Regions from separate parts of the Capra hircus genome. Here region 2 is linked to region 1. Evidence: chromatin contacts called from public Hi-C data. All regions are on one chromosome and are shown on one strand. Each heading gives the region's core, a stretch centred on a gene start, on an enhancer-like site or on the middle of the called end of the contact. The rest is flanking DNA. Distances are from core to core; before and after follow the strand shown.

Region 1 (4,009 bases), core at 1,478-3,977:
AGCTAAGCTCCATCAGCACGGGCTGACTGTTGGGACCTCTGCTGGCTTCCTCCCTGACCATCCAAGCCATGACCTCCGAGAAACCCAATATGGGGTCTGGTAAAGGAGGGTCGCTGACTTGGTGCCAGATCCCCCGAAGCCCAAGGGTGCTTGGGCTGAGATTCAGGCAGCATTTGGAAACAGAGTTATTACAGGACACTGTACTTCAAAATGTGGCCTGCAGTTTGCCTGCATCAGAAATACTTAGTGCTTGTTAAAAATTCAGATTCCAGAGGTCTCAATCAGAAGTACATCATAACGTTTGAAAAACCACGGTCTTAGGGTTTGAATTGGGGAAGGTGTCATTACCCCAGAATTTAGAACACCAGTGCCCAGTATTGCAAAGACATCTCAATATAAGGGATGGAAAGAACTCTTAAGAGATAAGGTTAGTTACACTCAAGGTCATTGGTGCATTACAAGCTAAAACCACTAGAGGGCAGGGCACACACAAACTTGCAGAAAGAAAAAGGAATGCCTCCTTAGTCTAGATAAACTGAAACCAGAGCAAAGACTGCAAAATTTTGTTGGTACTAAGAAGCAGGCTCAGGTGCATTAGTGGTAAAGAACCCGCCTGTCAATGCAGGAGTCATAAGAGACGTGGGTTCGATCCCTGGGTTAGGAAGATCCCCTGGAAAAGGGAGTGGCTACTCACTCCGGTATTCTTGCCTGCAGAATCTCGTGGACAGAGGAGCCTGGAGTGCTACAGTCCACAGGGTAACCAAGAGCTGGACACAACTGAAGCAACTTAGCACGCAGCACACAAGAAGCAGGCACTACCTCCAGACCCTCCTCTGGTCTTAGGTACTTAGACCAATGTTAGGGATACAAGATTGTTAAGAACACATAATTTCCCAGGTGAAAAAAAAAAAATACGGCACGATGGTTACCAAAGGGAAAACAGTGGGGGAGGGACAAATTAGGAGCTTGGGATTAAAACACACACACTACTATATAAGAAACAGATAACAAACAGAGACCTACCATACAGCACATGGAACTGTACTCAGTATTCTGTAATAACATATGAAAAGTATCTGAAAAAGAATAAATATATGTATATATATAACTGAATCACTTTGCTGTACACTTGAAACTAACACAACACTGCAAGTCAACTATATTCCAATAAAATTTAAAAAACAAAACAAGGGATTTCTCTGGAGATCTAGTGGTTAACTCTCTCCTACTGCAGGGAGCACAGGTTCCATCCCTGGTTGGGGAACTGAGATCCCACATGCCACAGGGCATGGCCAATTTTTTTTTTTTTTAATTAAAAACAAAATAGTACTTGGCCAAGGAGTACAAAGAACATTGGTTTTAGAATGAGCCAGGCCTAGATTTGAATCCTGGTTCTACCACTTCCTAGCTATGGGACCTAAGCAAATTACTTAGTCAGCTTCCTCATCCTAAAACGGATCTAAAACTATCCTCTTAAAAAGGGTTGTGGTAAGAATTTAAAGTATGCAAACTGCTTAGCAAGATGCCTGGCTCCTGATCAGTGCTCTGTAAGTGGTGGCTGTTAAGTTATTATCGCTCAAGGTCATGTGACCAAGCACATCAGCAGTTCTAGCTGCCTTTTTCAAGAAGGATACAGATGAAATCAAATTATGGCTGAGCCATTCCTGTTCCTCTCTAATTAGGACTTTATTTTTTTTCTTAAGTGTCTTTATGGAGCTCCCACACCTCCACACCAGACTCCTACATGAGGCAAACTCTCCTTCTAGAAGTGGGACTGGAAAAATAGATACTGGTGTCTCGCTGAAGACAATGGCCTGTCAATCCCACAAATGAGTCAGAACCAAGACGTCTTGAAGGAGTCCTGTAGTTCTGGCGCCAGCTCGCTGGTTTCTGCTCCCTGCCGTGTTGCACCTTCCCCCCAGCCACCATGGCATCTGCAAGGCTCTGACAACAGCAGGCAGGCTCTGACAACAGCAGGCAGGCTCTGTCATACTGCAGAGACAGATCTTCAACAGGAAGTCTTGGGGGAACATTTCCATCCTGGCTTTTCCGCCTTCAACTTCTCTGCCCAAGATTGCCCAGAATTTTTATTATTAAAAAAAAAAAAAAAAGCCTTAAAAGAGCTGTCAGTGGGGAGGACTCCAGAGCAGATCTGTGCCCCAGTTTGGTGAGTTTCCATGCTGCCACTTGGACAAGCCTCTTCGGAGGTTCTTGGTTTTTTACCTGTAAAATATGAACAATAATAACCGCCCTTCCTAAATCACTGAGAGTTGCCAGGGCCAAATGGAATGTTACTGCTGAAACTTTGGAAAACTAAAAGCTCTTTCTTTTGGAAGGCAGCTTGGAGGCGGTGAAGGGACTTAATGTGAAAAGTCCCAGCTCTGGTTCAGGATTCTTATCGGTAAAACCAGAGCGAGGTGGTTGAGGCGGCGGCGGCGGGGGTGATCACCTGAGGCTGCCCTCTCTAAGGGAAACCCTCCATAGGTCCGCGTCTCAGCGCTTGAAGGAGGAAGTAAGGAGGGAAAGGGAAGTCTCGTGGGCCGCTCATAGCCCCCACCCCTGCCCGATTCAGCCCGGGAGGAAGCGAAGCTGCCACCAGGCCTAGCAGGGTGCGGGTAAGGAGAGGCCGGCGGGCGGTGGCGCGGCCTAGAGGAGGCGGGGTTCCCGGGTTCAGTCGAGCCACGTGCGGTTGTTTCCGTACCGGGCGATCACGTGAGCAGCGTCAGCTGACCCGTCACGGTGGAGCCTGGCGGTGGAGCCTGGCGCTGGCGCCCCTCAGCCCCCGCCCGGCCGCGCCTGGAGCGCAGCACCCTGCGGAGGGGTAAGAGCGCCCCCACGGCCCGCCTCTATCCCCGGCCCATCCCCGCCTCCTCCGCCCCAGCCCCCGTCCCTCGCTTACCCCTACCCACCTGGCATCCGGTAAGCCGAGGCGAGGGGGGCTGTGGCAGGGCTCTGCCCCGCGCTGCCCCCAGGCGGCCAAGAGGGGATGGCCCTGGGGAGCAGGGGGCGGGAAGTCGCGCTTACCGCCAAGGCGGAGGGCTGGTCACCGCCCCCGAGCCCCGACATGGAGGAGCTGCTCCGGAGCGTGGAGAGGGACCTGAGCATCGATGCCCGGCAGCTGGCTCCGGCCCCGGGGGGCGCACACGTGGTGGCTCTAGTGCCCGCGCGCTGGCTGGCCAGCCTCCGCGAGCGCAGGCTGCCCCCGGGACCCTGTCCGCGCGCCGAAGGCCTGAGCGAAGCGGAAGTCAGGACTCTCTTGCAACGCTCCGTGCAGAGGCTGCCTGCCGGCTGGACTAGAGTCGAGGTGCACGGGCTGCGGAAACGAAGGCTCTCCTACCCGCTGGGCGGCCTGGCTTTTGAGGAGGGATCCGGCACCCCGGAGACCCTCACTCGCTTCATGCAGGATGTGGCTGCCCAGAATTATCGCAACCTGTGGCGCCACGCGTATCACACTTACGGGCAGCCCTACAGTCATAGCCCTGCCCCCGCAGCTGTCCCTGCCCTGGATTCAGTGCGACAGGCTCTGCAGAGGGTCTATGGTTGCCCTTTCCTGCCACTGGGCGAAGCTGCGCAGTGCCCCTCATATGCCAGAGAAGGCCCCTGTGCCCCTCGGGGCTGCCCTGCCTCTCCCAGTCTTCTGAGAGCCGAAGCTCTGTTGGAGTCCCCGGAGATGCTCTACGTGGTGCACCCGTATGTGCAGTTCTCCCTGCACGATGTGGTCACCTTCAGCCCCGCCAAGCTGACCAACAGCCAAGCCAAGGTGCTCTTCATTCTCTTCCGTGTGCTGAGGGCCATGGATGCCTGTCACCAGCAGGGACTGGCCTGCGGGGCCCTGTCTTTGCACCACATTGCCGTGGATGAGAAACTTTGCAGCGAGCTCCGCCTGGACCTGAGTGCTTATGAGAGGCCCGAGGAGGCGGGGGATGAGGAGACCCAGGAAGCAAGAAACAGGGCAGGTGTCGAGCCTGGCGAGGAGGGAAGACGGGGACCTGGGTGTCCCACGTGCCAG
Region 2 (4,290 bases), core at 955-3,454, 100 kb after region 1:
ATTAAGGAACTAAATGGGAAACGAGAACCCTGCAATCATAAAAGGGCTTGATAATGATGCAGTGAAAGATTAAGGGAAATATTTATGTAAGAATTGATACCATATAGTTCTCAAGTTATTCAGTAATGAAAAACAGTTGACAAAGGGAAATAGTTTTTATCACAGTGATTATTGGGGGAAGGCTTTTAAAGTAGCTTGTCATTTTAAGGGCTTCTGAATTTATTTTTTCTAACATGTTTCTGTTCCTTTGCCTTTGTAGGAGAGTGGTTATTTTGATGGAGGTAGAAGTTTTGAAATCAGCTGAAGCAGTTGGATCAAAGATTGGCAATCCGGTACCTTATAATGAAGGTAAAATGTTTTTTTATAGGTCGTAGCACTCAGCTGAATACCTCTTAATAGATCTGGAATGCTTCCTTTTGCTGTAGTTTCATTTGTTCATCTAAGGGGGGGTCTTACTCTAGGAAAGAGTAACAGGTTACTCTTTCAGATTTTTTTTTTAATACTGAAAAAATGATGGTAGGACTCTGTAAAGGAAGAACCTCTCCTCTGTTTTTCTCTGCACGCAACAATCATACATATTTCTGGCTGTGACCAGATGTGTGGGTTTTTTCCTCCCTATGAAGCCATGCTCCAGTTCTCTATGGCCACCAGCTGGGTCTCCTACAGTTCAGTTTAATTCTGACACTGGGTACCTGGAGTTGGCACCAGATCTCCCAGGGTAAGGGCTCAGGCCCAGCAGACTGCCTTATCCCCGCCCCTGACCCCACCCCCCACCACTGCTCCCTTCAGTTGAAAGTCCTGTTTGTTATCTGTGGTTCTGACCAGCTGGCTGTAAATCCTAGACTCCTCCAGTTCCCTCTTCTGATTCAATTAGATTGATTTTGAAAATTTTGGTTTGTGTATTTTTGGCACTGCTGAGTCTTCGCTGCTGAGCATGGGCTTTCCCCGATCGCAGCTAGCGGAGGCTGCTCTCTAGCTGCGGTGCTTGGCTTCTCCTTGCAGTGGCTTCTCTTGTGGAGCGCGGGCTCTAGGGCTTGTGGGCTTCGGTAGTTGTGGTGCATCGGCTCAGTAGTTGCAGCACATGGGCTTGATTGCTCCACAGCTTGTGGGATTGTCCCTGATCAGGGATTGAACCCACGTCTCCTGTATTGGCAGGCAGATTCTTTACCACTGAGCCACCAGGGAAGCCCTCAATTATATTAATTTGTTACAGTGGCTTCCAGAACTCAGAGAAACAGTTGACTTAACTTTGTTGTTCAGTCGCTCAGTTGTATCTGACTCTTTGTGACCCCGTGACAGGCTTCCCTGTCCTTCACTATCTCTGGGAGTTTACTCAAACTCATGTCCGTTGAATCAGTGTTGCCATCCAATCATCTCATCCTTGGTCATCCCCTTCTCCTGCCTTCAATCTTTCCCAGCTTCAGGGTCTTTTCCAATGAGCTGGCTCTTTGCATCAAGTAGCCAAAGTTCAATATTCAGGGTTGATTTCCTTTAGGATTGACTGGTTTGATCTCCTTGCTGTTCAGGGACTCTCAAGAATCCTCTCGAAAGCATCAATTCTTTGACTCTCAGCCTTCTTTATGGTCCGACTCACACCTGTGCATGACTACTGGAAAAACCATAGCTTTGACTATACAGACCTTTGTTGGCAAAATGATGTCTCTGCTTTTTAATAGCATCAGTATCAGTTCTTGGTCTATTTTAATCAGTCAATTTTTTTTCCCTTATTAAGAATATTTTTCTGCTTTGTGTGCTTGGTAATCTTGGAATGAATTCAGGCATTGTGATTCGTACCGTTGGGTGCTGGAAACTTGTATTCTTGAATTTTTTTCGGGGATACAGTTAAATTATTTGGAAACAGTTTTATCTTTTGGGATGTTGCTTTTAAAATTTGTTAGATGGGATCAGAGAATGGCATTTATTCTGGGCATTTATTCATAGTACAGAGGCAAGACCCATCAGTATCCTACTCAGTGCCCCGTGAATGTGAAGTTTTCCATTCTGGCTGTTAGGTACAGGTGCTGTTTCTAGCTTGTTGTAAGCACTGGACACTGATCCCCGAGGCCTTCTCAGATGGTTCTTTCTTTCCCTGGCTTCCGATAGTTTCCACACAGAGATCAGCCAACCAGTACTCTGCCGACTCCTCGAGGGGAACCTTCCATCATCTCTGGAGGCCTTTCTCCGTGCAGCTGTCTTCTCTGGTGCTTTGTCCTGAGAACCCCCATGTCTTTATTCCCCACATGCTCAATTCCATCTCCTTAACTCAGGGGTTGCTCCATGCCCACTTCCTGTGCCACAGCCTGGAAACCCTCAGGGCTTCCAGTACTCTGGTGCAGTCACACTCGCCTTGTTTGTTTCCTCTGTCTCAGAATTACTGTCCTTTGTTGCTTAATGTCCTGTATCCTGAGAATCATTTGTCTCATGAATATTTTGCCTTCCTTTTGGTTATTTTTGGTGGGAGGGTCATCTTGGTCTCTGTTATTCTGTCATGTCTTGTACATAGTTTTAAAAGTCAAATAGTTTTGCGAGTGTGTTCTTTGAAGCAAAACCAAAAAAACATTTCCCTGCCCAGTTCTTCTTTGTCCTCTGGCTCCTATCCAGGGGCAGTTTATTTCAAATCTTAGAGCTGTTTCTCTGCTTTGTGTTCACGTATTTGTCCATTAAAACTTGTATACTTTTCAAAGTTGAAATGTTAAGATAGACATATTTTTTTTAAAATAAACAGTAATTTTTGTTTTAAATTTTGAGTAGATAATACAGTTACATCTTTCAGAAGGCAAAACTCTAAAATTAAATAGAGAGAAATCTTACTCCTGCCCCTGCCTTCTCTTGACTTGTTCGTACTCACTGCTGCCCTCTGTAGGTAACCAGTTTCAGTGGTTTCTTTTTGTCCTTCAAGGGATTTCTTAATGAAAATATAATCAAGTGCATAAATTACGTATTTTCACTCATAATCCACTTTGCTTACACCAAAGGTAGGATTTTAGAAAAACAACACTGAACAGCTAGACAGCCGTGTGCACTATGTTGTCTGTCTTTTTTCAGTCCTGTTTTTGTTTTTTAATTTTAGCTTAGAGATATTTTCATATATATTAAAGATCTTCCTCATTTTTACTTATTCATTTGTTAACAGTATAGCATATTGTGTTGTATGACTATTCCATAGTTTAACCAGCCTTTTATTGATGGGCAGTTGGGTGTTTCCATACTCTGGCTATTAAGACAGTGCTGCAGCAGATAACCTTATACATACGCAGGTTTATGGGCAGAGGGGTTTTGGTTGTTAAAGGTGAGATTGTTGGATCCATGGATAAATGCCTTTGTGGTAGGTAGATATGCTTGCGTTCCCTTCATAGGATAGTATCATTTTGCATTCCCACCAACAATATGTGAAAATACTTGTTTCTTCACAGCTATGCCAACAGAGTATGTTGTTAATCTTTTGATTTTTATTTTAAATCAATCTGATAGATGAAAACTCAGATCTCAGTGTAGTGCTTAATTTGTATTGTGAGCAATATGAGCATCCTTTTAAATGTTTAATTAAGGGCTTTTTATTCTCCGAACTGTTGTGTTGTCCATTTTTCGTTTATCCTTTTCTTCTCAATTTTTAAGATATCTTTTTTAAAAAATAGAATTAGTCCTTCATCTCTGATACAAGTTAACAGTGTCTTTCAGACTTTGCTTATGGTGGGTTTTTTTTTGCTGTGCAGCAGTTTTCTTTTGTTTTTATGAACTTGTATTTTCCAGGTTTTTTTTTAATATAAATTTATTTATTTTAATTGGAGGTTAATTACTTTACAATATTGTATTGGTTTTGCCATACATCAACATGAATCCGCCACAGGTATACACGTGTTCCCCATCCTGAACCGGCCTCCCTCCCCATACCATCCCTCTGGGTCGTCTCAGTGCACCAGCCCCAAGCATCCAGTATCATGCATCAAACTGGACTATTTTCCAGCTTTTTAAGACTTTGGATTTTTGAGCTGTAGTGGGAAAGATCTTCCTCACGCCAGCGTCATAAAGGCAGTCACCCATGTTTTACTCTAGTGCTGGTGAGACCTTACTGTTTGTGTCTGAATCGTCCGTGCTGCTTCTCTCTTACAGTTGTGATGTCTTTGTGGTGTTTGGGGCCTCACTTTGGCATAGTTTGCAGTTTGTCTCTTTCCCCTAGCTTCACTGAAGATGCAGTCTGTATATGGGGTGTTAGTTTATGGGACGAGCATTCATTCTTCCTGTCACCGTCTGATTTTTAGGAGAAGGGAAGGTTTGGGACTTGGTCATCAC

The links. A called contact is a pair of places that touch in the nucleus more often than the background predicts.
Region 2: a contact with region 1 is called in a Hi-C map of blood, with 4 times the contacts expected there. The contact joins the enhancer-like site here to the promoter of WDR81 in region 1. A contact is called at or near these places in 2 of 5 Hi-C or Micro-C datasets (both in blood).

What each region holds. Positions count from the first base shown.
Region 1 is chr19:22,614,387-22,618,395 of ARS1.2, forward strand. WDR81 (WD repeat-containing protein 81) reads left to right here and starts at 2,728. Exons shown (of 10, transcript XM_018064399.1): 1 at 2,728-4,009. The coding sequence starts at 2,987.
Region 2 is chr19:22,714,582-22,718,871 of ARS1.2, forward strand. It overlaps RPA1 (replication protein A 70 kDa DNA-binding subunit), which reads left to right. Exons shown (of 17, transcript XM_018064402.1): 5 at 260-348. Among named protein-coding and RNA genes, the nearest start is that of RPA1, 20 kb to the left of the region's middle. Within about 2 kb of position 2,205, at least 1 of the 5 cell types and tissues checked has an H3K27ac peak or open chromatin away from gene starts, as enhancers often do.